5 separate regions of the Mus musculus genome follow, and regions 1, 3, 4 and 5 are each linked to region 2. Evidence: chromatin contacts called from public HiChIP or PLAC-seq and promoter capture Hi-C data. All regions are on one chromosome and are shown on one strand. The core of a region is the stretch at or near the end of the contact, and the rest is flanking DNA. Distances in the headings are between cores, read along the strand shown. Region 1 holds the start of Aif1l (allograft inflammatory factor 1-like). Region 2 holds the start of Ier5l (immediate early response 5-like). Region 3 holds the start of Swi5 (SWI5 recombination repair homolog (yeast)). Region 4 holds the start of Fubp3 (far upstream element (FUSE) binding protein 3). Region 5 holds the start of Lcn2 (lipocalin 2).

Evidence for each region. Promoter capture Hi-C pulls out the DNA fragments that hold promoters and counts their contacts. HiChIP or PLAC-seq counts read pairs in DNA pulled down with a chosen protein or histone mark.
Region 1: a contact with region 2 is called in an H3K4me3 HiChIP or PLAC-seq map of embryonic stem cells, with 5 read pairs. The contact joins the promoter of Aif1l here to the promoter of Ier5l in region 2. A contact is called at or near these places in 2 of 39 promoter capture datasets (both in liver) and 2 of 115 datasets of contacts at active chromatin or transcription factors (embryonic forebrain and embryonic stem cells).
Region 3: a contact with region 2 is called in a promoter capture Hi-C map of liver, with 5 times the contacts expected there. The contact joins the promoter of Swi5 here to the promoter of Ier5l in region 2. A contact is called at or near these places in 2 of 39 promoter capture datasets (liver and pre-B cells).
Region 4: a contact with region 2 is called in a promoter capture Hi-C map of liver, with 3 times the contacts expected there. The contact joins the promoter of Fubp3 here to the promoter of Ier5l in region 2. A contact is called at or near these places in 2 of 39 promoter capture datasets (both in liver) and 1 of 484 Hi-C or Micro-C datasets (B cells).
Region 5: a contact with region 2 is called in a promoter capture Hi-C map of pre-B cells, with 3 times the contacts expected there. The contact joins the promoter of Lcn2 here to the promoter of Ier5l in region 2. A contact is called at or near these places in 3 of 39 promoter capture datasets (liver and pre-B cells).

Annotation. Positions count from the first base shown.
Region 1 is chr2:31,946,412-31,952,051 of GRCm38.p6, reverse strand. It overlaps Aif1l (allograft inflammatory factor 1-like), which reads right to left and starts at 1,749. Exons shown (of 6, transcript NM_145144.1): 1 at 1,671-1,749; 2 at 1,462-1,523. The coding sequence starts at 1,701. It overlaps Lamc3 (laminin gamma 3), which reads right to left. Exons shown (of 28, transcript NM_011836.4): 28 at 2,969-5,640.
Region 2 is chr2:30,470,578-30,476,545 of GRCm38.p6, reverse strand. It overlaps Ier5l (immediate early response 5-like), which reads left to right and starts at 2,347. Exons shown (of 1, transcript NM_030244.3): 1 at 2,347-3,915. The coding sequence starts at 2,535. The coding sequence ends at 3,755. It overlaps Gm31291 (a long non-coding RNA gene), which reads right to left and starts at 2,238. Exons shown (of 7, transcript XR_003954013.1): 1 at 2,072-2,238; 2 at 1,268-1,471; 3 at 110-177.
Region 3 is chr2:32,286,289-32,292,151 of GRCm38.p6, reverse strand. It overlaps Swi5 (SWI5 recombination repair homolog (yeast)), which reads left to right and starts at 4,083. Exons shown (of 5, transcript NM_175190.5): 1 at 4,083-4,266; 2 at 4,507-4,555. It overlaps Golga2 (golgi autoantigen, golgin subfamily a, 2), which reads right to left and starts at 3,826. Exons shown (of 26, transcript NM_001080968.2): 1 at 3,756-3,826; 2 at 1-59. The coding sequence starts at 3,803.
Region 4 is chr2:31,570,162-31,575,884 of GRCm38.p6, reverse strand. Fubp3 (far upstream element (FUSE) binding protein 3) reads right to left here and starts at 3,234. Exons shown (of 18, transcript NM_001033389.4): 1 at 2,932-3,234. The coding sequence starts at 3,015.
Region 5 is chr2:32,383,273-32,389,007 of GRCm38.p6, reverse strand. Lcn2 (lipocalin 2) reads left to right here and starts at 1,269. Exons shown (of 6, transcript NM_008491.1): 1 at 1,269-1,428; 2 at 1,844-1,980; 3 at 2,967-3,052; 4 at 3,183-3,302; 5 at 3,488-3,589; 6 at 4,124-4,371. The coding sequence starts at 1,291. The coding sequence ends at 4,143.

The DNA of each region.
Region 1 (5,640 bases), core at 500-2,999, 1.5 Mb before region 2:
AAGGTCATCTAATTAATGTCCATATCCAGCTGTCTCTGGCTTAGGGTCCCATTGGCTGTGGGTGGAGCCAGCTAGCTCAGAACCTTCCTAACAAAATGGCCCCGGGGGCTGTATGAGGTCAGGGTCCCAGGTTCCTGTCCAGAAAGCAAAAGCAGCCAAGGCTGGGGTAGCACTGAGGCGTCTTGGAGAAGTCCATCAGGCCTGGGATCTGAGCCCAGCTATATGCACACGGGTCCCCCAAGACCATGCTCTATGACAAGCCCCAAGGGAAAAGGGAAGGGTCCTAGTAAGAGGCCCCAGAGCCCTACAGGGACTCCTGGAGCTGGTGGACGGGAAGAGACACCTATCTGGGTCTAGACAGTCCATGGAAATAAAGGAATTAGGTCGAAACACTTCAACAGGACCACAGCCCTGGCATCTCCAACGACCTCCAGTTACCTCTAGTGTGCTAACCCTACCAGCTAGCTCCTCGACAGGGGCCTGGAGTTTGTCACTCTGGGTGTCCAGGGACCAAAGGGGCAAATAAGAAGAAATGCCTCCCCTTATATCAATTGGCATACCTCAGCCCCAATGTACTAATAACTCTAGGGTAGAGTGTCTAGCATGGAGAAAATCTTAAGTTCAGTCTCCACTGTAGAGGAAAAGAGAGAGAGAGAAAGAGAGAGAGAGAGAGAGAGAGAGAGAGAGAGAGAGAGAGAGAGAGAGAGAAACTAACTTCGCGGGCTGTCTCCCTAGCGCTGGACCCCAGAAGATGTAGGCTCCTTACTTTCCTGAGCCCACAAAGTGACCCTGCAGGAAGCGAGAAGCTCTTACTGAGACACCAGTCACATCTGAACACAGATCCTGGGAACCCTAAAGCCTCAGGCTGTGCCACCTCTGTGCTTTGCCAATCCAGGAGGCCCTGACACCGTTTCTTATCTCCTGGGATCTACACGCTCAGTAGCAAACGTACGGAGCTGCTATTGTGTCTCTGGCAGCAGCGGAAGGATTTCTTTCTAGAACTTCCCCAGGACCAGGACCAGCATAGAAGAAAAAAACAGTCCCTTGGGCAACTTTTCTAAAAGCTGGTGCAAAGAGCTGTGTGTTAGAGTTGGAGGTGGGAGGCAACAAGGAAATGCCAGCATTAGCCAGCTCCTAGTGTTAAGTTCTGCGGGTCTATGGAGACAGCACTGGCCCTGGGGTCTCTCCTGGCGCCAAACCCCTTAGGTGGTCCCCAGCCGGCTCCCTCACCCGCCCCACCTCCCTGGTCGAGAGTTACAACTTGCAACTGGAGACGCCAGGCAGAGAACTAAGGGGTGGAATGGACTTACCTGGAGTTGGAGGCCACACAGCAGGGGCCAGGGATGCAATTGCAGAAGGCCAGGGGTAGGGGAGGAAGGGGCTGATTTTGTCTGGGGGGAAGGGGTGGCACAGTGCGGCACATGGGACCCACACGCTGTCCCACACAGTGACGCGGCTTACCCGATTGATCTCCTCGAGCCTCTTCTCCTGCCGGGCTTTGAGCAAACCGAACGCCTTCCCTCCTGCGGGAGACAAAGAGTCGGCGGGGAAGCTAGGGTACCAACCGGGCCACGCGCCCCCTCCGAGTTCCCGCGCGCGCCGCACAGCGCACACAGGTGGCGACCCAGGGACGTCCGGCGCGGGATAGCGCGGGGACAGCAGGCGCCTACCTTGGAACCTGTTGCTGAGTGCGACCGACATGGTATGAGCCCGACTCCGGACAAGGCCAGGGACAACAGGGAGGAAAAGTCGTCTGGTCCAGACCTTCGGCAGCGTGTGGCGACGGGACCCAGGGGCGGAGGGACCTCGCGGCCGGACACACCCCGCCCCTCCGGCGGCCCGCCTCCTGCCCCCCTCCCCGCTGCCGCGCGCACCCGGGGCATCAAAGCCCGCTGTTTAGCCGGACGCTTAGCCCGCCGCCGCCCCTCTGCTGGAGGACGCGGAAAATGCAAGATGGGAACGCCCTCTTTCCCCATCACCAGAAGAGACAATATCACATCTCACTAAGAACTTTGCAGAGCTGGTTGTGAAGATCAAGTGCCAATAGAGGCTGTCACCTCACTGTCACCTTTGCCCGGCAGTGCCACGATAACACCGATATTTTAGATAAATACGTGTGTTGGTGCAAATACGGTGTACCTGACACTTGGTCTTTGTGTGTCATTTCCCCTAACTACAAAGTAGTACCGGTATGCCTACTAGATAGAAAAGTCTGGAAGCTGAAGCTGGGACACGAGTCCTCTAGGGTGGTAAAGAAGCAGCCTGTGACTTGAGGAGAAGCCAGGGTGGGCATGCAAGAACTAGGAACTTGTAAAGAAAGAGATCATGAATTCCAGTGTCCAACCTGAACAGACTAGAGACCCTTTCTAGAGACAGGGTCTCCCTCCATTGTTACATTGTGGACACAGGCACAGATCAGGATTGCCCTAACCATGGGATCCAGGAATCCCTGTTCCCCTGACTTATTTCAAGTCTACACTCCTTAGATTGGGATCCTGGGACCAGCTGACTGTGGGGACGGGTAGCCAAGCTCACACAGGGGAGTCCAGTGGTCCAGATAGAATGCTATGGGGCTAATGGGAGGAAAGATGCTTGCGAGGCAGGGCTCCTGCTCTTAGGTTCCTCCCACTATGCATTCATTCATTCATCTGAAGCTGGGCACTTGACACAAGCTCCCTAAGCAGCAGAATAGGAGAAACAGGAGCAGGGACTGCACTGTAGAAGGTAGGCCCACAAGGGCTTGGGAGTTCAAAGCCTGCATGGTCGTGTTCCCTCTGAAAGCTCGGGCAGGAACTGGACTCAGAACAGGGCCCTATTGCTCTGGTCACAGGCTGCCCATGGTCCCAGCTAGCTGGGTTAGCTGTTGTTGTGTGACCAACTTTTCCTGAGGAGATACAACACACACGTTTACTCACCCCAGTTTAGGAACCCACGAGAGATCCAATTACAGATATCACCCAAGTCCAGCTTGGTGACCCAGTAAGCTTTATTAGGGTTATTTACAAGAATATGGGTGAAGAGTTAACTTACAGAAACAGAAATGACTCACAGACAGCTGTGTTGCCAAAGTCCACCCCCTAGCATGGATGACAGCTCACAAAACTGGGAACCTGGAGCCCGCCGCATGGTCTACAGACAGTGTGACAGGTTGGATGGAGAGTCTCCTTTCCCGGGGCATCAGTTAGTCTAACCAGCAGGCAACTCTACTTGTCTAAGAGTCTTCTTGCAGCTGGGTTCTGCTGAGGCCGGCAGGAAGGGGCCTGGGGAATCCGCTCAGTTTCAGGGAGCTCTTGAAGCTCTTGTTTTGGGCTGTTTACCTCTCTGCCTGAGGAGCCCCCCTACCGGAAGGAATGTTTTCTCCTCAGAGAAGACTGCTCCACAGCTGTTCCTGGCTGTTCAGTGGGATAGGACAGGGGCCATCCCAAGTTCTACTGCTCAGCTGGCTGCTGAGTTAGACAGATGTTCAGCTGCTGCTAGCATTCCCCTCCGTCATGTGCAGCCCCACCTCTGGACCTTCTGAGTGGCTCTGCATACACCAGGCATGACCATACCGCATGAGTCACTTGGCAGGCCTGAGACTTGTTTCCTAGGAAGCCTGGTCTCCGCCCACTAGAGATGCTGGGACCACGCTTTGCTGTACATCATGGCTCAAGTGGGTAGAGGTTGGCCATCCATCAGTGGAGAAACTGGGTTAAGGCCAGAGAAGTGCCGGATCCTGCCCCAGATTTTGACTTTAGAGCTCCCATGTCCTTTATATCACACACCAGATCCTAATTACCCAATCCCGTCTTCCGTCTTTCTACCCCAACCCTGGCAACCTACCATATCAGTCCCACTCAACATAAAATGGCAGCCACACCATCCTCAGCCTCACCTTGACCTCAAGGTTCTCTCTGGAGGGATGCTCCTCTCCTCAGAACACTTTGCCTGTACATATATGGCATGTCTCACCACAAAGCCTTGGACACAAAGTCCCTGGTATTTTGGCCAAGCAGGGGACTTGACCACTCAACATTTGATGTGGGGCTGGAGTGGTGGATCAGCAGTTAAAAGAAGTGTCTGCTTGCTGAACAGTGGTGGCGCATGCCTTTAATCCCGGCACTTGGGAGGCAGAGGCAGGCGGATTTCTGAGTTCAAGGCCAGCCTGGTCTACAGAGTGAGTTCCAAGACAGCCAGGGCTACACAGAGAAACCCTGTCTCGGAAGAACAAAAAAGAAGAAGAAGAAGAAGAAGAAGAAGAAGAAGAAGAAGAAGAAGAAGAAGAAGAAGAAGAAGAAGAAGAAGAAGAAGAAGAAGAAGAAGAAGAAGAAGAAGAAGAAGAGAAGTGTCTGTTTGTTCACCTGGGTTTGGCTTCCATCACTCACATGGCAGCTATCAGCTATCTGTAACTCCAGTTCCAGAGGACCTGAAGCATGCATGTGGTTCCCAGATATGCACGCAGGCAAAGCACACATACATATAAAACAAAAATGAACAGAATCTCAAAATAAAAATAATAGCTGAGCAATGGTAGTTCACACCTTTAATCCCAGCACTTGGGAGGCAGAGGCAGGCAGATCTCCAAGTTCGAGGCCAGCCTGGTCCACAGAGAGAGTTCCAGGACAGCCAGGGCTACACAGAGAAACCCTGTCTTGAAAAAAAAATGAATAAAAAAATAAAAATAATGAGCTGATGATATGCATGCCCAGGGCTTTGTAGAGGATGGAGGAAGGGTGCAATATCATCAACCATTATGTACAAGAAAGACAAGGAAAGCTAATTTGTAGAGGCAAGGCCTAAGCAAACGGAAAAGAGCCAAGCTGAGGCCAAGGAAGAAGGCAGGAGGGAAAAGCTACCCATCTCAGCAGCCCCAGGCTTAGGTTTCTCTAAAGCCTGGCAGCCTCTCCTAGCCCAGAAGTCCAAATCACCCTCCCAGCGACTTCCACTGTCCCATTGAAGCTAATCTGGTAATCATTTTGGCCTTGTGGCCTAACGCCTTAATAAAATAGAGGATGCTTTACAATCTGCTCTAATCTAAGTTTGCAATGACCGATCCAAGCCAGGCTGTAACCTTGGCTGCTACCTGCCCTCTTATATGGGTCATTCTCCCCCCTCTGTCCCCGTCTCTCCACCCTTCCAGACCCAGGCTCAAGGCCCCCTCCTCTCGATGGTGGCCCTCCTTTCCTCTTACCGTCCTACTGGACAGAATTAAGTTCAGTTCTCTGCCTCAGTGTCTCCACCCTGAACCAGGGAGTGGCAGACGAACTCTTTGTGTACCACCTCTATCCAGGCCCCTCACCTTTGTCTGAAAGCCCCCTGGATCTGAGAAGAAAGGTGGTAGTCACAGTGCCCCTGCTAAGGCCAACACGACAGACCCCAGGATGGCACAAGCCCAGTTCTGCCAACCTCCTTCCCACACATGGGATCACAAATGCAGGAAATCACTACCTGCTTTCCGGGCCAGCCACAGGAAGTGCTCTGTGCATACCCACAGCAGGCCCTGGTCGCCACACTAGCACTGGAGGACCAAAGGCACAGCACAGGAAAAGGGTCCTTTATTTCCTCAGAATCACAATCAGTTCCTCTGGGACCTGGGGAAGGGATTGGGCTTGCAAAGGTGGCTGTTATCCCAGTGCCTAGGCTCTGCTGTGTTCTAAAGAG
Region 2 (5,968 bases), core at 1,098-3,597:
GTGGCCACACTTTGCCTGTCTGCACCCCTCACCAATCCCATCCCCAGTGCTCACACACACATAATCACACACACAAGTGAAAGGGCCTTAGAGTTAGTTCAACACTCACCTTGGTACCTGGGGGTGTGGCTCAGTGGTGGCTCAACTGCCTCAGAGCGTGAGACTTCATCATTCCCACTGAAAAGAACTTCACCTTTAGTGGTGGCTGGGGAAGGGATGGGGGAGGGGGGAATACCAAGCCCAAAAGAGGGACCTGATTTCCTAGTCCACCACCCACTTCTATTCCCACTCTGATTCCCAGGCTGGTCCTTAGAGCTATCTTCTATGTCACAGCGCTAAGAATGACTATGAATGTATGGAACCAAGAATGATATTTGCCTCCACAGGAGCTCTGGAGAACTCTGGTCCTGGGGCACTTGGAAAAAATAAATAAATAGATGGGTGGATGGATGGATGGATGGATGGGGCAGGGGCATTACATCATTCATCAGGAGCTAGGCCTGAGGAAGTGTACTCGGCCCCACTAACATATTTCCAGGCACCTACAGAACTCGGTTCAAATCCCGCCACCACCTCTTTCAAGTCTCAAGTTTCTTCACTAAATACTGGGAAAAGACAGCATCCATTGTGAGCCGCAGACTCCCCCAGTTCCAGCTCAGTCCTCCTGGCTGTAGGAGCATCCCGCTCCCTTCCTGAACCTGTAAGCTTCTGAGATATTCAGGTGGGCAGAGATACGGCTTTATACCCCCAGGATGCATGAGGTTACATCCCCAATGCCACCACGTGTGCTTGTTCTGAGGTTCCAGCCTCAGCCCCACAACGTAATCCTGGCCTTGCTGACACAGGGTGAGAAGAGCTGTTCTAACAGTTACATGTCCCCAGATGGTGCGGACGGAGCAGAGCACTGTGCCCAGAGCCTGTGGTCTTAGACAAAGCCTCTTTGGAGCTAGTGACTACGCCTCCTCATCTGAAAACCTGAGCAAACTGTCCCCCGCTTTTGACACTTGCCACCACTTACAGAAACAATTGGTGAGTGGTTTTCTTGAGACATTGGCCAAGGGGCAGAGTTGCTGAGAGGGTCCAAAGACAGAGGGTTTCAGAAGAGCCCCACTCCCCCCCCCCCATCCCCCAGTCCCACTCAAGGGCCCAGCCCTGGACTCTGCCTGGGCCAATTTTCTGACCTAAGTACTAAAAGGAACCTTAAACGCGGTGGATGAGGCTTGCGGCTGGCATCTTGGGCCCCCCACACCCACCCTTGCCCTCTTACTCTCTTTAAGCTTCTCAGTACAAGGGGACTCTCAGGCATCTTCTCTCTTTTCTGCTCTCTGTCCTCAATTGGTCAGTAGATAACTCAGAATAAGAATCTAAAAGTGGAGAAGTCCTTGGCCTGGGTACTCCTGGGGCTCAGGGTAAGGACCAAAACTTAACAGGTTGCTCCACTCAAGCGGTCTCAAGCTTGGCCTCCAAGAACCTTAAAGGGAGAAATTCAGACTTTTCTGGTAAGAGATCCAAGCTAGGCACTTAGGGCTTCTATTGTCATTGATATTAAGTCAGGAAAGAAGAGGTCTCCCAAAAGAGGAGGAAGCTTGGGGCGGGTTCATAGCCCAAACCCCCACCCCCACCCCCCACCCAGGCAGTCTCACGATCACAAAGCTTCTCTACTAGAGATCAAAAATCACTGGGATTTGAGTCAAACAGAAAGAGAGGCCCTTCCGTGACCATTCCCAGAGGCCCCTGGGCTAACACATCAGGTAATCAGGCCCCAAACCCTCTCTTCCAAGACAGCACTCTAGTTCTCAGGTGCGCCCCCCACTCAGCTTTTCTTGGAAGAAGGCTCAGCTCGCCCAGGTTGCCCCCGGCCGTGGCAGGTGGAAAAGAGGAGGCGCCGCGTGGCTCGAAGCGGGGGAACCGCGCGCACCTGCCGCAGGTGAGGCCCAACCATGCGGAAGGGGGCGGAGCCATCTCCGCTGCGCTCAGGTGAGCCGACCCCCAGCTCGCAGGAGCCACGTCCAGGAAAGCTACGAATTTCGACGTGGCTCCCAAGAGGCGACCCAAAGCTGAGAGAGACTACCTCGGAGGCTCCTAGTCCCACGAGGTGCCGCGGCCCCAGGAGAACATTCGAGGCAACGGCGGCGTTGGAGGCCCGGGGTCCGTTCGTTATTTGAATAGCACAAAGGAACCGCCTTGGTCTGATTGGCCAGTCAAGTGGTCCCGGGGAGGGCAGTGGCTGTCAGTCGGAAGGCTCTACACGCTTCTATTGGCTAATCTACAGTGGGGCGGGGCGCTGCTGCCCAGCTAAATAGTTGGGGCCGGGGCCGGCGGAGGCTCATTGCTTTGGCGCCGTCTGGGGAGCGTGAGCCTGCGGGTGGCGCGCAACGCATGGTGGCGACTTCTCTCGGAGTGTCGCCGACCCGCCGACCCGGGCTCGGTTCCCTGTGCCTGGCTCGCCCGGGCGACCAACTGGAGACACACGCAAGGAGCAGCATTCGCAGCACCAGAGGCGGCTGCTCCGCCGCCCGCGTCTCCGCGGGAGCATGGAGTGCGCCCTGGACGCCCAGAGCCTGATCAGCATCTCCCTGCGCAAGATCCACAGCTCCCGGACCCAGCGCGGCGGCATCAAGCTGCACAAGAACCTCCTGGTGTCCTACGTGCTCCGCAACGCGCGCCAGCTCTACCTGAGCGAGCGTTACGCCGAGCTCTACCGGCGCCAGCAGCAGCAGCAGCAACAGCAGCCGCCCCACCACCAGCACCAGCACCTCGCTTACGCGGCGCCCGGAATGCCGGCCAGCGCGGCCGACTTCGGCCCGCTCCAACTTGGCGGCGGCGGGGACGCGGAGGCGCGCGAGCCGGTTGCCCGGCACCAGCTGCACCAGCTCCACCAGCTTCACCAGCTGCACCTCCAGCAGCAGCTGCACCAACACCAACACCCGGCGCCCAGGGGCTGCACGGCGGCGGCGCCGGTGGCGGTGGCCGGGGCGCCCGCGGGCTGCGCGGGGGCGCTCTCGGAGCTGCCCGGGTGCGCTGCGCTCCAGCCGCCGCACGGCGCGCCCCACCGCGGGCAGCACTTGGAGCCGCTGCAGCCGGGTCCCGCGCCGCTGCCGCCGCCCGCGCCCGCCGCGCTCTGCCCGCGGGACCCTCGCGTCCCGGCCGCTTGCTCTGCGCCCTCGGTGCTTCCGGGGGCTGCCCCTTCGACCGTCGCTGCCTCCTCTCCGCCCGCCTCTACAGCCCCTTCCTCATCCACTGGCTTCTACCGGGGCGCGTACCCGGCCCCCTCGGACTTCGGCGTGCACTGCAGCAGCCAGACCACCGTGCTGGACCTGGACACTCACGTGGTGACCACGGTAGAAAACGGCTACTTGCACCAGGACTGCTGCGCCTCCGCCCACTGCCCCTGCTGTGGCCAGGGCGCTCCGGGACCCGGTCTGGCGTCCGCCGCTGGTTGCAAGCGCAAGTATTACCCTGGCCAGGAGGAAGAGGACGACGAAGAGGACGCGGGCGACCTGGGAGCCGAGCCCCCCGGGGGTACCCCATTCGCCCCCTGTAAGCGCGCCCGCTTCGAGGACTTCTGCCCGGACTCGTCCCCGGACGCGTCCAACATCTCAAACTTGATCTCCATCTTTGGCTCGGGCTTCTCGGGGCTGGTGAGCCGACAGCCGGACTCCTCGGAGCAGCCGCCGCCGCTCAACGGGCAGCTGTGCGCCAAGCAGGCGCTCGCCAGCCTCGGCGCCTGGACTCGAGCCATTGTCGCCTTCTAGGGACCCCCGAGGGCATGGGGACCCTGGGCCCCGCGGGGCTGGGGCCAGACAAAGACTCGGCCAAGGGGCGATAGGGAGCGAGCGGGTCCTGGCCACTCGGGGCTGAGCTGGGGACGAGCAGAGGCTGATGTTTTATAAATTGTAAAATAAAAAAAAAAAATCTAAAAATCTTGGACTTTATTTTTGCAGAGAAAAAGCGCCTATTTAAGTATGCTTTGTGTTTCTCTTACTCTTTTCCCCCCCTTTTTATTGTACTGATTGCAGTGGTGTTTAGCGAGGAGCCTGCCACGTGAGGCAGGGCTGCTGCCCGGAGGAGGTGCCCGGCCGCCGGGGGCGAGGCTGGGTGCCCGGGCGCGCCAGGGGCGCAACGCAGGAGGGCGCGGGGCCCCGGACGCCGATTCTAATCAGTTGTCAAGAGCCGGGAAGCCCGACGTTCCGCTCTCCTGAGTGCCTTTCTGGGGTGAGGAACGGGTCTTGTGAAACCCTGAGCAAAAAAACAAAGGCAAACTCTATCTCCAAAAGGGACGTTTCGGTCACATTTCCTCTCTGGGGGCGGCCTCCAAAGTTCTCAAAATGAGAAGGCAGAAATGAAAACACTTCAACTTTTTTTTCTTTTCTTGCCGGGTTGGGCGTCTAGAACCCCTCCTCTCCCCGCCCCTCTGGCTCCGTCCTCCTCCCCCTCCTCCACCCGCCTCGCGGACTCGGGCGGGGGGGGGGGGGGGCACCCTGACACTCTCAGCACAGTTGGGAAAGGGGTGGAGGGCGAGCAGGGCGAACTACATTTCCCATCATGCCCAGCACTGCGGTCCTCACTAAACAAAAAAGGAAGTCGATTCCTTCACCTGGATCCCCGGGGGAGGGAGGGGCCCGGACCGCCGACTGAGCTGGAGACTTTTCGCTTAGCTCCTGGTCAGCTCTAGTGATTGTGCGCGCTTCTAAGTTACCTTGTGCTTTAGCCTTCGGTCCCATCTCATGAAACCAGCATTGTTCCAGCCTGTGAGAACCCTGTCTCCGTCCTCAGCGCGATAGATTTTGTTTAATTTAAAAGCCTTTTGTTGTGAGAAGGTGAGGTTCGCTTAGTGCCCCTCTGGGTCTCTGCCATCAACACCCCGAGGACTCCAAAACAAGTTGCCAACCTTGCCTTCCCGGCCCTTCTTCCTCCTGTATTTTTGTGCATAATGAATTGTATCTCACCGGGTAAAACTGTTCAGGTTATTTGTTTAAATTTATAATCTTAATAAAAAGTCAATTGTAGAGTGTATGGTGGTTCCTTTGCTTTCACATGGGCTTAGAGGTGAGAAAATCTAAACACACACACACACACACACACACACGCAAGCAAACACCAGCTTTCCAGGGCCATGGTGGAAACCCATGGATACCCCCATATCCGCAGGGCCAGGGTTGGAATTGTGTGTGTGTGTGTGTGTGTGTGTGTGTGTGTGTGTGTGTGTGCTGGGGATGGAGCTAGGGTTGGGAGTCAGTATGTGTGCGTTCTGGGGATGGAGGCCGGTGCTACAAGGTCTTCTCCATAAGCCCTCCTCACCAGCGGGTCTTGCCCCCTTGGGAACCCGCTGCCCAGCAGGAAGCTGAGCCAGCCTCCAACATATTTCCATGCACCACCAGGGTTGCAAGGGCCTAGTTGGCCCCTACTTTCTGTAGCAGGGAGACTTCTGGGCCACCCACACTCCCTGACCTGATCCTCAGACCGCGCACATCAGCACGTCTCAAGCAAGCAACTTGGGGAAGTTTTTTCCTTTCCTTTTTCTTTCTTTCTTCCTTTCCTTTCCTTTCCTTTCCTTTCCTTTCTTTTCTTTTCTTTCTTTCTTCCTTTCTTTCTTTCTTCTTATTTTTTTTTTAAAGTTGAGTTTGTTATCACTGCTCAGTGCCACTTGGTGGTGTGCTGGCGGCGTCTCCCTCCTCGTGCCCCTCCCCTCTCCTTTTCTGCTCCCTCCCGCCCGCCTCTCTCTTCTGTGGATGGAGCAGGAAGGCTCCAGGCGCGCGCTCCCCTCTGACCACCTACGGAATGACCTCAGAGTGGGAGAATGTGCCAAGGCACCGAAGGAAGCTCGGGTTCTTCCCACTGGAACCAAATTCACATCTGGAGCCGCGGCTCCGGCCCCAGGGCACACGGGTGGTTCCAACCTTGCTAAGGGGATAGGAAAAAAGAACTGGGGAGGCGTGGAGGGCAGTGGGGTAAGATAAATCGGCAG
Region 3 (5,863 bases), core at 2,834-5,333, 1.8 Mb before region 2:
TTCTTCTTCTTTGCTCCTGCAGGAACACCCGGGCTGTTCTTCTGCTGATACTCTCTCAGCTGTGGAAAGGAGAACAGAGAGAAATGAGAGCCATCTGCCTCACACTCACAGCCTCTACTCCAGCCTCTAGTTTATTGAGCTCTTTGCTTCGTGTTTCTGTATGTGCCATCTGAGTCAGTCTCACGTATCCCAGGCTGGGCACTAACTCACTATGTGGATGACTATGAACATCTGATCTTCCTGCCTGAACTTCTAAACGCACCAGGAGCAGGTGCCACCATACTTGGTTTCTACAGTCCTGGAAATCAGGCCTAGGCCCTTGTGCAAATTAGATTACAGAGTGGAATATTTCATGCCTGGTCTCTTTCTATGCTGTTTTTATAAAAATACTTTAAAAAAAATGTACATTGGTGTTTTGCCTGCATGTATTATCTGTGTGAGGGTGTCAGATCTTGGAGTTACAGGTAGTTTCAATCTGTCATGTAGGTGCTGAGAACCAAACCCAGGTCCTCTGGAAGAACACTTAGTGCTCTTATTTGATGAGCCATCTCTCCAGGGCCCGATAAAAATACTCTTATGTACGTAAGTCTCATGTAATGGTACCACGAGTCTACAAGATATAATAATGACCTCTTAATGGCAGAAGAAATGGCATGGCTAAAAAGGTAGTAATTGGGTTGGGAATGTAGCTCAGTGGAATACTTGGCTAGCATTCAAGAGGCCCTAAATTCCATTCCAGCAACATACACACATGCCCATACACATACACACAGAGGCAAACACGGAATCTAAACTCAAATCTTCTGATGCCCTGCTCTGGGGTTTGCAGCTCCCAAAGGGAAAAATCTAAAGGTAGAGACCAGAGAGTAAACATTTAGTTGGCAGGAATTGGCTGGGTGTGCTGTCACCTATCTATAATCCCAACTCCTGGGAGAGGCAGGAGGCATGAGAGGGGAGCCAGCCTGGGCTCCCCAGTGATCCCCAGACTCCAAAGACAACAGGCAAACACATGAACTACTAGACAAGAACTATGTATCCTGGACCTTAAACCCCACTCCTCTTTTCAGACATTTTCTCTTGCTAGCATGGTGGTGCTCCCCTTTAATCCTAGCCCTCAAAGCAGAGGCGGAGGGATATCTATGATGAGATAAGACTAGCCTGGTCTACATAGCAAGTTCCAGGCCAAGCAACTATATAACAGAAGACCGTCTTTATTCTTATTTATTTTTAAGTATATTTTATGTGCATGAGTGTTTTGCCCGTGTGTGTGTGTGTGTGTGTATGTGCACGCGCGCGTACTACATGTATACCTGGTGCACACAGAGTTCAGAAGAGCATGAACCCTTGGAACCGGAATCACAGATGATTGTGAACCGTCATGTCTGTGCTGGGAATAATTCTCAAAGACCATATCCTTATAACATATGTGTGTGTGTGTGTGTGTATGTGTGTGTGTGCCTGAACACATGCATGTTATGACATATACAGGATTGTCAGAGGAAACATATATGTATGCACACTGTGAGAAAGGATACATAGCTATGTCATGGTGCATGCAACAATGTCGGAGGACAGCCTCAGTGTTGCTTCCTCTTTCCCACTCTCAGACAAGTCTCTCATTACCACACACACCAGGCTAGATGGCCCCTCAGCTTCTAAAAATTCTGTCTCCACCATTCATCTAGCCAGACATCTAAGCTTACAGATTCATGCTGCCATGTCTGGTTTTATATAGAATCTAGGAAATCCAAACCCAGGTCCCCTTGCTTGTGTGGAAATACTCTACCCATGAGCCATCGCACTGTCAAAAGCCAAAGTACTCTCAATGCAACTTCACGTCAATGAGGGTTTTGGTTTGGTTTTTGGTTTTTCGAGACAGGGTTTCTCTGTGTAGCCCTGGCTGTCCTGGAACTCACTCTGTAGACCAGACTGGCCTCGAACTCAGAAATCCACCTGCCTCTGCCTCCCGAGTGCTGGGATTAAAGGCGTGCACCACCACTGCCCAGTACATCAATGGTTTCTTTGTTGTTGTTGCAGTGCTGGGGACTGAACCTGGAGCATTATGCATGAGAGCCCAGCATTCTAATACTGAGTCATATATATACAGCTTCCCTTCAAAAAAGAAAACAAACAAACCAGGATTGCTGGGTTTGGTGGCCTACACCTTTCACCCAGTACTAGGCAGGTAGAGAAAGGCATATCTGAGTTCAGGGCCAGCCAGGAATACACAGACCTTGTCTCAAAAACAAACACAAAATCTAATTTAATTTTTAAAAAGATTGTATGTATATGAGGGTAGTTGTTTGTTTTTGCTTACATGTATGTCTGTACATCATGTACATGCAGTAACCTAATTGGCCAGAAGAGGGCATAATATACAACATCTAGCCAGGGAGTTAGCTGAGATAGTTGTTAGCTGACTTGTGGGTGAAGGGAGCTATACCCAGGTCCTCTGCAAGAGCAACAAGTGCTTTTACCTGCTGAACCTCTCTCCAGCCCCAATATTGGGTATGCCATATACCAAGCTGGTCTCAAATTCCATATATAGACAAAAATAACCTTGAAGGCCTGATCCTTCTGCCTCTACCTCCAGTCTTGGAAATTAGAGGCATGCATTGCTCTGCCCAGCTAATGCCATTGCAGGATCCAAGCCAGAGCCTCATACATGGTAGGCCACCACTCTTGCAAACTACGCTGAGTACTGAACAGGCCCTTGTATATACTAAACAAACACCCTAACAACTCAGCTCCACTCCTAACTCCACTGGGGCCGTTTTAGCAACACATACTAAAGGTACACCGCAGTACTTCCTAAACCTGCTTCCTAAGTTTACAACATGACAGAAGGGCAGAAACCGTGAAGCCACGGCTTTAGTGAACATGGGAACAGAAAGGGCACAGCCCTTGTCATCGCAGAGAGAAGTCTCTACAAATCTATGAAAATGCCAAACCAGACTTTTATGGTTTTTTTCTCTCAAAAGAAGCATGGGAAAGTGATGTTTCCCGTGAGATGCCTCACCCGCATCCCGTGCTTCTCACCACCCCAGTTGGAAAAGACATTCTGGCTGAATTTTAAGTTAAGTTCAGTTCCCCAAGACACTGATCAACACTATAACATGCGTTTTGCTCCAGAGAGATTACAGTCTCTCTAGAGAGCAGACAACCAAATCCAAACCAAACCAATCCATGTCAGCAAGGGGTGCTGACAGTGTTGTGCTCACACTAATGCTAAGTTAAGGGAATGCGGGCGCCTACAGCGTCTCCGCACTAGATTCCACACTTGGGCTCCCTTCCAGGTGGAAATGGGTTCTCCACCAGAGAAACGGGAAAAGGGGCAACAACATTAGGTGAGCAGGTGGAGCAATCCAAACCAGACTCGGAGTAGTAATGACAGTTTCGAGGGGGGACTGTGACGTAACTACATTCCACTCCATACTACCAACGCCCGAGTCGCCTACAGGGCCAGGACCGAGGACCTTGGAGACAGGTGCCCTGGGAGGTCTGGATTGGAGCGTCCGGAGCCGGGGGCTAAGAGACCCTGTGTCACTGACCAAAGTCACCTAGGGGCGACTGAGAGGGCGGGGGCTGGGTTGCTGAGGGGGCGGGGCTGGCTGAGAAGACTTCACTGGGGGAGCCCAGGGCGCTGAGGGGTTCTTCTACCCGTGTGTCTCGGGAAAGACTCGGACTCTGGTCATGGGTCCTGCCGTTGGAGGAGCTCGGGTGGGGTCAAGGGGCCGCGACCCGGAGCGCTTTACCTTTTTCTTGGCCGCAGCCAATTTGCTCTGCCTGGTTTCTTCCGACATCCCGGGGCGGGGAGGGGGGAAGCGGGGGGGCCACATCACCACGATCCCGGCAGCCACCGCGAAACTGCTTCCGGAAGCTACGGCTTCTCTACAAGGGCCAGAGAAGGCGGGTGCAGAGCGCCCCTTGGACGCTCGGAAACCCAGCGTGACCTACCTTCTCCAAGCCCATTGGCTGATGAGAACGATGAACGACAGGGAGGCGTGGCCACGCGGTCGCGAGGCCTGAGCGACGGGTGGAGTTAACGACGAGAGCTGCGCGCGCAGCCATGACCCCTCACAGCGGCCTATGGGAAGCAGGGGCGGAACCGCTTTAACTTGGTGCGTGCGCAGCCTGACGTGGGGCGGTTGGTGGTCTCCGTCGTCGGTTTCTAGTTCCCTGAAGCAGCCGTTTAACCCCAACCCTGGACCCTTCCGAGTTTAAGCCCACCCCACTCCGGGTGCCCCGGACCTTAGGGTTCAGGAGGTGGGTGAGGAGCGCGCCGCGCTTCGTTTTCCAGCCCTTGCCCGACCCCTCACGCCTCCTCACCAGGCCTCTCCGTAACCCGTTCTCCACACTTTCCCCTTCCCACGATGCGCACCCCGACCCCAAAGACCCCCACCCCATCCCAGTAGCTGGGTCCCGACCCAACCTCTTGCAGCTGCGGCTCCCGCGCCCCCTCGGTAACCCCATCCTCATCAGCCTTTTTCTCGGGTTCCTCCCCAGGGGTGAGTCAGAATTCAGCCGACTTTACCATGGCGGCTACCGATCACCGGTGAGTATATCAGCCCCACCCCTCTGCATCCCAGCACCCGCCGGTCGCCTCCAAGCTTAGCCCTTTCCTAATTCCACTCCTTCTCTTTCCTTTCTCAGACATGGGTTCCTCCCCTCCCAGTCCTACCTGCCCGATGCCTACGCTTCTCCAACCGCTCTTGCTCGTTGCTTTGTCCCCTCACCCAGCCTGCCACCAGTCCCTGCATGGTTCCCCAGTCAAGAAATATGTGCATCTTTATGCTGACCACTCCCAATGCCACCCCCAAAACTCAAAGTTATTCATTTCTCATCCTCAAAAGATGAATTTTTAAAGTACTCTTTTAGATGATTCGCTTCTTTTTAGTAATTTCTTTTTTTTTTATACCCCTTCCCTTTGAGACAGTTGTCAATACCAAAGATTAGAGGAGAAAGACCCAAATCATAGTGGCCAACTCAAAGCAAACAGTTGGTTAAAGCAAACATTTTAATTCGTGTAAACGGGTCCCTAAGGCGGAGCTCGAAAAGTCAGCCTCGGATTGAGGACGACAAGGCTTTTTAGAGTTCAGGGGTAGGGGGTTTCTAAATGGGGACTTGGTGGGGTTACAGAGGCAGAACATAAGCATACCCGTTAGTCCAAATGACCTCCTCAAAGACATGATTGCAAGATGGGCAGAACAAGGTCTTCCTTTTGAAACAAAGGTGGGGTTGCAAGATGGTTATAAACAACTTTTTGGAACAAAGACAAGACTGCCATCCCTGTAACAGGCCATGCAGAACCATTTGAAGTTAAGGTTTTAGGTGGGGCATAGCCCAATTCCTTGAGAAGCAGGTTTAATCATAAAGAGGATTGAGTGTATTTTGTACTTAATAAGATGGCTTTTAAGCCTCAGATGGAGGCAGGCTGGTCCCAGACTCAGGCTGTATTCAAGGATGCCCTTTTGTGGTCCCACACTAGTTTAATACTCTTCATCCTCCTGCCTTAGCAACTCAAAATGCTAGAGAGCCAGGATAAATTATGGGGACTCGGAGAAAAAAGAGCACAGTAAGCAAAGCAATGCCGGTGCAGGCGTTTATCCCAGCACTCGGGAGGCAGACGGGCATCTCTTCCAGCCTGCAGTACCACCTTGATTTTAGAATCAGGGATCCCAGCACAATATTTGCTGCAGAGGATGCCAACATAAAAAACAGTAAGTATTCTTTTTAAAATTACTATTACTTGGTTTTATTGAGTCAGGGCTGTCCTTGAACTTAGAGTTGTGCTTGCCTCAGCCTCCCAGTACTGAGAATAAAGGCCTTGGCTTTTTTTTTTTTTAATAATTGATTTTAATTT
Region 4 (5,723 bases), core at 1,985-4,484, 1.1 Mb before region 2:
TATGTAAATTGAACATAAGACAACTCATTACTCTGAAAAAATTAAGGTCTTACTGTTGCTGATAATTATGAGATCAGATGAGGGTTTCGGAAAGCCCTATGCTTATTAAAATGAAATATAGTAAGTCAAGCCCAAGAGGTCAGACCTGTGATCCTAAGCGATGTGGGTGGCTGAAGCAAAAGCCTGAGTTCAAGACCAGCCTGGGCAACTTGATGAGACCTCAAGTTTTTTCCACTGTGGGTTGAAGGGCTTGCTTAGCATGTACAAGGCCCTGGGTTCCATGCCTAGCACAAACAAGACAAAACAAATATCTTATTGCCATTTACTGGGGGTGAGAGAGGTTCATCTTGGGAGCACTCTATATGTAATGGAGACACAGAACCCTGACTATCCAGATACTCAAACAGGGTCTTCTTTACTAAGCTTTATCACATGCAGATTTTGAATTTTTAAAAAATTTTTTTACTTATGTATGAGTGTTCTGTGTGTATGCTAGAAGAGAGTATCAGATTCCATTACATGGTTGTGAGCCACCATGTGGTTGCTATGAATTGAACTAAGGACCTCTAGAAGAGCATGCAATGCTCTTAACCGCTGAGCCATCTTTCTAGCAGGTTTTTAAAAAAAGATCTGTGTGTAGGTGCATTCATGTATGTCTATTCAGAACCTGTTGTACAGAGCCTGCAGAAGCTGGAACTGGAGCCATCATGCGGGTGCTGAGAATCCAACCCAGGTCCTCTGGAAGAGTAGAGCTCTACAATGCAGATTTCTAAGTTTCCAGCCTTGACCAACGAGATCTACCTAAATAACCCTAAAATTATCAACAAACTTTTGCTTGTTTGTTTGACTTTGCTTTTTGAGACAATGTCTTATCGTGTAGCTCTGGCAGCCCCAGAGAACCTAGAACCTGCTCTGTAGTAGACCTGGCTGACCTGCAACTCACCGAGATTTTTCTGTTCTGCCTCTAAGTGCTGGGATGTAAAGGTGTACACCACTTTGCCAGACTTTTTCTTTTTAATTCCCTTCAAATCATTTCTCAATGGTAGTATGGACTTCTAGCTGTTGCCACTAAGAAGCAACACACCAATCTCTAATGGGCTCATTACCACTTAAGGTAGTGGTGTACTTCATAAATAAGAAACCCAAAGAAGCCGGGCGGTGGTGGCGCACGCTTTTAATCCCAGCACTCGGGAGGCAGAGGCAGGCGGATTTCTGAGTTCAAGGCCAGCCTGGTCTACAGAGTGAGTTCCAGGACAGCCAGGGTTACACAGAGAAAAAACAAAAACAAACAAAAAGAAACCCAAAGGAATATTTCCTTTTCCTCACTCCAAGTTAGGGCAGATTTAACAGAAGGTATCTCCACCCCCACCTCCCCAAGCAAGTCTCAGCAATCCTTAAAACTTCACTAGGATGGCAGAGGCAGGCAGAGGCAGGTGGATCCCTGAGAGTTCAAGGTTAGCCTGATCTACAGAGCTAGCTCCAAGACAGCGAGGGTTACAAAAATAAACTCTGCTTGGAAAATAAATAAATAATTCTCATAAGCTGGGTAGCAGTGCAAAAAGCCTCCAACCCCCCAATACTCAGGAGGCAGAAACAGATGTCCGAGTCTGAGGCCAGCCTGGTCTACAGAGTGAATTCCAGAACGGCCAGGACTGCATAGAAAGACCTTCTCGGAAGAAAAAAAAAACAAAACAAACAAACAAAAACAAAAACAAAAAAACAAATTTATTTTACATTCAACTAAGGAGGCCCTGAGCTTCCTAAAGCAGCGACTGTAATTGTTAGTGGTCGAAGAAAGCCAACAAGATGGCTCTGACACTCTAGCATTGAGAGAGATCCAGTACATCTTACCAACTAGTGAAAAACAGGGTTCAGGGTCTTGTCCAGCAAAGGAAAACCATGCCCATGAGCAGAGCGGTGGATGCGGAGCTGGGCGCAAGGTCATCCATTACAATCATGGAGTAACTGAAGTATCATCACACTATTGGATACTCACTGCTCCAACTAGGCAGTAACAACCCACCAGAGAAACTTTTGGGTGAGTCCAACATTTGTGGTAGGTTATAAAACAATGTCTACAGAACCATCAGTATTAATATGCAAAGTATAGGGGAGACAGGTAGGGTTTCCTCGAAGGACTACTGGAAAGTGATGAAAAGACCCCATTTTCACGTGACCGGTCAAACTCTCCCAACAATGAGTCCTGTGGCAGGTATTCTACTAGGAACCAAACCGTCATTAGTTACACAGCCCGACTTTCAAAGAACCAGAGAGTTGACAAAGTCAGAGAAGATAAACATCACTGGATAGAGGAAAGTTTGAGCGTCGGGGTAACTTGTCACTAAGTTTCAGGCAAAATACAAGGACAATTTTGTACTAGGCACCATGCCAGGAGCCAGAGAGGTCCCATATTCATTCAGAGAAGCCTAAGTCCTCTAAAAAGCCAGTTTCACTGACAAAACGCACAATATTGCCAGATGGTAGTTTCACGGTCCGAACGAGTCCATCCCACACTCTTCCCAGTAGAGTTAAGACTAATCGCCAGAAGGAACTCTCGAGGACCACCCACTTAACACCTCCCCTTCTCTCTGCAAAATAGAGAATTTCAAATATAAAATATCCTCGAATTTCTTCCAATATGCTTGAAATGCATTAAGTGGAAGGCGAGGTTTCCCAAAGCTGCAGAAGCCACGTCCAGGGCGTGAGATGGATGCCTGGGGTCTACAACCAGGACCTGCTGGGATCTGAATCATGGAGAGCAGGCCGCTGGGTGCAGTCGGGCGCGCGGGCGCCAGGAGCGCTTGGCAAAAGCTTCCTCTGGCCCCGGAGCTCCCGAGGGAACCGCCCGGGCCTCCCGCGACTCGCGGCCCTAGGCGCCCACCGGAGGCGTCGGCGCAGCGGCCTCCCGCCCCCGGCCTCCCGCGCCCGTACCTGCCGGACCCGGTGCAGGGCATCCACAAAGCCCTCAGCCTTCATGCCCACCGGAGCGCTCTGCCCCTGCACCAGCTCCGCCATAGCCAAGCCCACCGCCACCGCCGTCGCTCGGCTCCCCCGGTCCGGCCTCCCACTCCGCTCCGGGACCCGTAGCCGGAAAGGGAAAGTCGCCCCACTTCCGGCGGAAGGGAAGCGAAGGGAAGGCACTGCTAGCTCAGAGGGAGACAGAGAGAGAGAGAGAGAGAGAGAGAGAGATAGGTTGGGGGAAAGCAGCGTCTGTGAGGCGGGGTCTCAAAGCACGTGACCGCTGTCCGGCCGGAAGTGGGGGCGTGGCCGTGGCGCGAGGGGGGCCTGCCCTGGGCACAGGCAGATGTCCGTCAAAAAGACCAGGTTGCGACCCCGCCCTCCAAAGGCGTGGGCCCCAGGCCTTTAGCAAGCGTGGGACCGCCACCGCGGCGCAGGTGCGGCCTTATAGTCCCCCGCTGTGTGGTTTTGCCACCTGACGGAGGAGAAACTTGGACTTGGCTCTTCCAACACCTTACCCAAGCCGTCGAGGTGCACTGGCAGCCCCCTCCCTCTCGAAGTGGGGTCGTGGTGTGCTGCATTGACTGAGATTGAGCACCTTACTTGGTACTAGGACCCTTAGTACGGCAGGGCTCCGCCTTTGCTGCAGGGAGTCCCAGGCTCCAGAATGGGCCATCAGTTTGCCAAGGATCGGTTTGATGACACTGCTCAAAAGAAGCCTGGTGTCCTCTTTCACATTCTTTCACCCGGGTAACAGGAAATACCGTGGGACCATCATTGCTTCCGGGCCTGCTGAGGCAAGAGATCTTTAGGAATGTTTGAATGCTTGAGGGGAAGGAAAAGGGGGGAGTCTCACTTCAGAACCCCCTGCCTCCGTCAGAACAAAAAGTTACACCCCACTGTGCCAATATGTATGGGCAGTGGGTTTGTACGGAAGTTCAGGAGTTCAAGGTCATGTTCTAGGTCACCCGCAGCTAGCTACTTGAAACTCAATTTACTATTCTTTCCTTCCATTCTTCGTTTCAGTGTGTGCGTGTAGAATGTGTCACCACATACATGTGAAAGTCAGAGGACAACTCCCTAGAGTTGGTTATATACTTCCACCATATGGGTCCCGGGAATCAAACAGGTTATCAGGTCTGGCAGCAAACACCCACACCGCGGAGCCACCTCATCAACCCTGAGGCTCTCGTTTTTTTTTTTTCTTGGATTCCTAGAGTTTGGCACATAGCAGATGCTTAGGAAACTAATTCTAAGTTGAATATCGCTGACTCTGAATGATTCCTAGATTATGGCAAAATCAAAGAAGCTGGCCAAACTGCACAGGTTGATCACTTTAGACAGATCATTTCCAAACCCGTAGGGGAGACCAAGCTGGCACTCTGGATGGTGGAGAGTTTTCACTTCATCTATGCTTGAGTTTAGCAAACACAGAGTTTCAATCTTCAGGACAGACTTGGCCCTACTTGACGTTTGTCCTACCAACCTCTGAGGAAACACTGTCCACTCTTCCATACTCCCAACTGGCTGGCCCTGATGAGTAGAAATGGGATGTTCTTCTATCCAGGGTCTCTTTATCTAACACTTATTACAAACCCCCTGTTGATTTGGTTGGCGCTTGGTATCTGTTCAATGAATACGTAAAGAATTTTGTCCAATGAGGACAGGGGAAGCATCTTAGACAGTGAGTGCAGAAATGTTGCTGCCACCACCCAAGTGGCCTACAGGCAGGAGCCCAGTCTAATTTGTTTACTAAAACATTGAGGATAATTTAAAGCTTTCAAGAAAGCACAAGTAGCACAGAGTTTTTGTTTTTCCCTTCTGCCCTTTTTTTTTTTTTTTTTTTTTTGGAAGGGGGGGTGTTCGAGACAGGGTTTCTCTGTATAGCCCTGGCTGTCCTGGAACTCCTTCTGCCCTTTTGAATAGATAACTTTGGCAATGCATACTCACTCAAATGTGATTCAAACTCAGGAAATAAATGCCTAGCTAGGATTGGCTGGAACAAAGGACTGACAGCAGAGACTCGGTGGGAGGATAAGAAGGTGAGGTCACTCTGAGCTATACAATAAGGGTTAGCCTGTGGTAGAACCTGTCTCAAGACAGCTAAAACCCAAACAAACTGCATACATACTGGTTGTGAGTAGCTTTGCCTCAGAGACCAGCAGACGACTCTTCCGAATGGAGAGACAGCTCAGGCAGGAAAGGAAGCTCTTGCTGCACAGATGTGAGGTCTGTCTCCAGAAACCACATGGTTCTGGAGCTAGGGGAGATGGCTCAGCCACTAAGAGATCTTGCTGCTATTGGTTCCCAGCACCTACATCAGATGGCTCAGGACTTTCTTAAAGTCCAACTCCAAAGAATATAACACTCTCTTCTGTCCTACTTGAGCACTACACAAATGTGGTACACACACACACACACATAAATTATTTTTAAAATACTTTGCCAGGTAGTGGCAGCACACGCCTTTAATCCCAGTGCCTGGGAGGCAGAGACAAGCAGATCTCTGAGTTCGAGGCCAGCCTAGTCTGCAGAGTAAGTTCCAGGACAGCCAGGGCTACACAGAGAAACCCTGTCTGAAAAAAAACAAAACACAAAACCAAAAAAAAGCTGGACCTGCTAGTCCATGCCTGTAATCCAGAGCTTGGGGGCAGGGGTGGGGTGGGGGGTAGAATTTGGTTTGAACGAGAATACCCTGCACCCATAGGCATTGTCTTTGAATATTTTGTTCTCAGTTGGTAGACTGTTTAGGAAGGCTTAGTGGT
Region 5 (5,735 bases), core at 20-2,519, 1.9 Mb before region 2:
TAGCATCTGGGATCCATCACTACCTTCAATTGATGTCGGCCAGGCCCCAGTGAGGGAGGAAAGGGCTTTCTCCAGGACTAAGCTCGAATCAACTGGGGGAGGGAGAGCCCTGAAGCCGGGCCACTAGGTTCCCCTGCTCAAGGTTATGGCCAGGGACAGAGGGATGCCTTCTCAAGGGAGGATGACTTAAGGAGAAGGTAGAAACTTGCTTCTGCCCAAAGTAACTGGAGTACACAGGGCAGTGTGGAGACACACCCACTTTCCCCAAGGGCTCCTGCTCCCCCAAGTGATCCCCTTATCCTCCGTGCTAAGATGACACCGAGGTTGCAGTCCTTACCTTTGAAAGCAGCCACAAGGGCGTGGGGGTGCACACCTTTAATCCCAGCACTCGGGAGGCAGAGGCAGGCAGATTTCTGAGTTCGAGACCAGCCTGGTCTACAAAGTGAATTCCAGGACAGCCAGGGCTATACAGAGAAACCCTGTCTTGAAAAAAAAAGAGAAAGAAAAAAGAAAAAAAAAAATGAAAGCAGCCACATCTAAGGACTACGTGGCACAGGAGAGGGTGAGTCCCTGAGAGTTCAGCTGCTGCCCTGTCTGTTCCTGTAAATGGCAGTGGGGTCATGGGAAAGTGAAGGGGCTCAAGGTATTGGACACTTCCAGGATAATCTTTTGGACGCCTCACCCTGTGCCAGGACCAAGGCTGAGCTTGGCAGGCTCAGAACAGGGTGTCCTGTTCTTCCCTGTCTAAAACATTCACTCTCAGCTTGCTCACCCTTCCCCAGACAAGGAAGCTGCACAGGGTCTGGTGTTCAGATGGCTTTGGCTTACAGCAGGTGTGGGTGTGGGGTAGGAGGCAGGGGGTAGGGGTGGGGGAAGCCTGTACTATACTCACTATCCTGTTTCTGACCCTCTAGGACTCCTACAGGGTTATGGGAGTGGACAGGCAGTCCAGATCTGAGCTGCTGACCCACAAGCAGTGCCCTGTGCCTGCCAGAATCCAAAGCCCTGGGAATGTCCCTCTGGTCCCCCTCTGTCCCCTGCAGCCCTTCCTGTTGCTCAACCTTGCACAGTTCCGACCTGGGGGAGAGAGGGACAGAAATCTTGCCAAGTATTTCAACAGAATGTACTGGCAATTACTTCATGGCTTCCTGGACTTGGTAAAGGATGGACTACCCCGCCCAACAGGGGGGCTGGCAGCCAGGTAGGCCCATAAAAAGCCCGCTGGGGAGTCCTCCTCACTCTCTGCTCTTCCTCCTCCAGCACACATCAGACCTAGTAGCTGTGGAAACCATGGCCCTGAGTGTCATGTGTCTGGGCCTTGCCCTGCTTGGGGTCCTGCAGAGCCAGGCCCAGGACTCAACTCAGAACTTGATCCCTGCCCCATCTCTGCTCACTGTCCCCCTGCAGCCAGACTTCCGGAGCGATCAGGTAGGACCCTGAAGGGCTGCTGCAGGAGAGGCTGGGGAAACAGGGCAGATGGGAGGAGAAGCCAAAGGTTTCACGGGCAGCGCTGGGTAGGATGGCTAGGACTCTGGGAGGCCAGTGTCCAGGCTTCTACACATGATCATTCTGTGTCCTAGGGGATGCCACATCTCATGCTGCTCAGATAGCCACTCTGACAGTAACCCCTTGCCCAAAACCACCCCATCCTGCTAACTCAGGGTTAACTCCATCTAGGATCTTGTCTAGCCTTGGAAGAGGCTAACTCCTGCCAGTATCTCTAGACAGACAGAGTCTGGGGCTCTGCTGCCCTCCAGCTGGGGTGCCTGAAGGTACCCAGAGGAACAGAGCAGGAGGAGCGGCCTGCGAGGCCATCCCTGGCTCTACCTCTCATTTCTTGCAGTTCCGGGGCAGGTGGTACGTTGTGGGCCTGGCAGGCAATGCGGTCCAGAAAAAAACAGAAGGCAGCTTTACGATGTACAGCACCATCTATGAGCTACAAGAGAACAATAGCTACAATGTCACCTCCATCCTGGTCAGGTGAAGCCCTGTCACAGCCCGGAACTGGGTGGTTTCTTGCTCTTTTCTTCTCCCATTCCTGACTTCTGTCAAAGTGAGAAGGACACACAAGCCACAGAAAACAAGAGGGAGAAGCTAGGGAGATGCCACATAAGCAGGAGATTCTGAGTTCGGTTCCCAGGAATAAGCATCAAGGAGCCGGGTGTGGTACCTAGTCCTGGGGAGGAGGGGTCAGGAGCCCTAGGACTTGCTGGGCAGCCAATGTAATCCAATCATTGAGCTCACCTTCTCTCAAAATTTAGGTGGAAGGACTGGGGAGAAGGCTCAGTGGTTAGGAGCACTGGTTACTCCTCTGTTGAGTGGAATAGCCCCGGGGCATTTCACCCTGTGCCAAGGCTTGGTCAGGGGCTTCTGCAAGGAGAACTGTGGCTTAATTGGAGCAAGGGAGAGTGGAAAGAATAGTGAAGGAGAGGGCAGGCAGTCAGTGGGGGAGGTGTGTGGGGGATGGAGGGTTGCGCCTGCAGAGGAGAGCCAGGGCCACCACCTGCATATGATAACTGCCTCTGGCAGATAGGTGGGCTGGAGTTGGAGCAAAATATCTGAGGAGCAAAGGGCAGGTGAATGGCAGGTTTGGGGGTGGGGGCTCAGCTATTTGTGGCAGGGGATTGAACGGGACTTAGGGAAATTTCACATTTGGTTAAAGGGTTGGGGGCATAGTGCTTAACTTGTAGTAGGCTGGCTGCTCAGGATTAACCAAGAGAGGCCGTAGAGATGGAGCAGAGAAAGAATGGGGAGAAAGGTCTTAGCAGGACCAGGCAGGGCAGACTCAAAAGGCCTAGGTGCATCTAAGATGGGTGGGCGGGGCCTCCTGCCAGGTTTGGTGGCAGGCTATTATGGGTTGGAGGAACAGGGGTGGGCGACATCAGAATGCTAGTCCCACCTGCTCTAGTCCAAAGGACACTCCAGCCTATGTCATATCCCTGTTCACTCTCATCTCTCTCCCACAGGGACCAGGACCAGGGCTGTCGCTACTGGATCAGAACATTTGTTCCAAGCTCCAGGGCTGGCCAGTTCACTCTGGGAAATATGCACAGTGAGTCCTGAATCCGGTGGGGTCCTTGTCCCTCCACTCATATTTTATTATGGGGAAAGCCACTCTGAAAGCTGGGGAGAACTCTTAGTTTGGACAGACAGAACCCATCCCTTGTTCTCCACGCCTTCAGGGTATCCTCAGGTACAGAGCTACAATGTGCAAGTGGCCACCACGGACTACAACCAGTTCGCCATGGTATTTTTCCGAAAGACTTCTGAAAACAAGCAATACTTCAAAATTACCCTGTATGGTGAGTTCTTGCGTGACCCTTAGGGATTCAACTTCAGGTTACACCCCAGTCTCAGCTTCAGCCCCCTTCAAGGAGTGGTCTTCTGCAGACCTCCACAGATAACAAGTCTGAGGGAGGGTTTGTTTGCTAGTCCAGTCAAACCTATGGAGTGACCTGTGGCTGCTCTCTGGCAATCTTGGTTGCAGGAAGAACCAAGGAGCTGTCCCCTGAACTGAAGGAACGTTTCACCCGCTTTGCCAAGTCTCTGGGCCTCAAGGACGACAACATCATCTTCTCTGTCCCCACCGGTAATGGCCAGTTGAGGAGACAGGGAAGGGATGTGGGAACTGTCCAAGCTGGTACTGACCTGCCAGGGGAAGGAAAGACTTAATCCCCTGCTCTAGCCATCGGGATCCACTTTGAGGTCTGGGAGACTCTGTGACAGTCCTCAGCGATCTCAGTCAGGACTTGCCCTGATGAGGAGTCCAGATTCCTGTCCAAGCTTCCTCATTCTTGTCACCCCAAGCCTCCCACCTCTTCCAAGGGCTAGTTCCTCTCCAAACCCTGAACCTTGGGCCTGGTCCTGGGCCTACCCCTATCCCATAGCTTGAGAGACATTTTGCTTTCAAGTGACTTGGGTAGAAGACTCTGGGCTACACAGAGCCATCCGGTGAGAGGCTAGGTAGCCACCACTCCCCCACAGCAACCCTTGATGCCTCTCTTTCACACTGTCGGCTCCACAGAGGTCGCTCTGCTGCCCCAGCCATCAAAAAAGGCCCAGGCAGCCGAGATCACCCACATGTCTCCCTCTGCTCTGTTCTGATGAGCTTTCTCTCCTACAGACCAATGCATTGACAACTGAATGGGTGGTGAGTGTGGCTGACTGGGATGCGCAGAGACCCAATGGTTCAGGCGCTGCCTGTCTGTCTGCCACTCCATCTTTCCTGTTGCCAGAGAGCCACCTGGCTGCCCCACCAGCCACCATACCAAGGAGCATCTGGAGCCTCTTCTTATTTGGCCAGCACTCCCCATCCACCTGTCTTAACACCACCAATGGCGTCCCCTTTCTGCTGAATAAATACATGCCCCCACTTCTCAGGGTCTGTGCTACTTAATCCCATAACAATACCCATAACAATGAAGGGCAAAAGAGCAAAGGGAGGCTGGAGAGATGGCTCAGCGGTTAAGACCACTGACTGCTCTTCCAGAGGTCCTGAGTTCAAATCCCAGCAACCACATGGTGGCTCACAATTATCTGTAATGAGATCTGACACCCTCTTCTGATGTGTCTGAAGTCAGCTACAGTGTACTTATGTATAATAATAATAAATCTTTTAAAAAAAGGGGGGGGGAGGGCAAAGGGTTGGCTCACACCGGTAGCATTCCAGTGCGGTGATAGGGTCACAGAGAGAAGGCTCAGGGAAGAGAAGGCCCCAGAACTCCAGTCTACCCTCAAGGTCTCTTGCTTCGGCTATCAACTACCCCAAGTCCCTCCCATATAGAACAATACTGCCCTCACTGCTGTTTTGGCTTGGTACCCTAGTTAAGTCCTGGGCTCATGCCATGCCCTTGCCTCTGAGGGCTACCTCACCACCTGCAACAGGCCCCAAAGCTGTAGCCCCTCTAGGACGGGGACATTGGAAGAGCCTGGAGGGGCTAAGAGGTGCGGCCATGCCCAACTGGTCTGGATCCTGGGATTTCTGGGGGCCTGTAGCCAGGGCAGGAGGGTGCACAGATGTGGATAGTGGTTAGGCCTGTGTCATACTTGACAAGGTGCCACACCCACTGGTGACAGCTGTGGCCCCTCCATGTCAACCACAGGAAAGCCCTCCAATTTCCTTCCCCCATGCCAGGACCCCTGGGGTTCCAAATGAGCCCAGCCTTCCCACCTCACACACACATGCTGCCCTCTTCATCTTGGTTGAGAAGGGTGTGCTCAGGTGGAGGGCAATCCCATCTCAGTCCTGTCAGAGAGCTGTCAGTGAGGGATGGAGACTCCGTCTAGAGCCAGGAAGGTCTCAGGCTGAGAGGTGGATCTAAGACCTAGGTTAAAGACCAGCCAGGAAAGGAAGCTACACCCTACCTACTTCACTCTTGGGTTCCAATCTGAGCAGTGGATCTTCTTTCTTTTGAGTCCGAGTCCTGCTATTATGTATCCCTGACTGGTCTGGAACTCTGAACATAGAACAGACTGTCCTGGAACTCATAGAGATCTTCTGGACTCTGCTACCCAAATGCTGTGTGCCACAACCCCCTGATTCCTATTTATTTATTTTTATTTATATGGATGTTTTGCCTTCCTTTGTATGTGTGCAAACCATGTATATGCAGTTCTTATAGAGGCCAGGAGAAAGAGTTAGATCACTTGGAACTGAAGCAACACACAGTTATGAGCCACCATATGGGTGCTGGGAATTGAACCCAGATCCTTTAGAACAGCGCTCCTAACTGCCG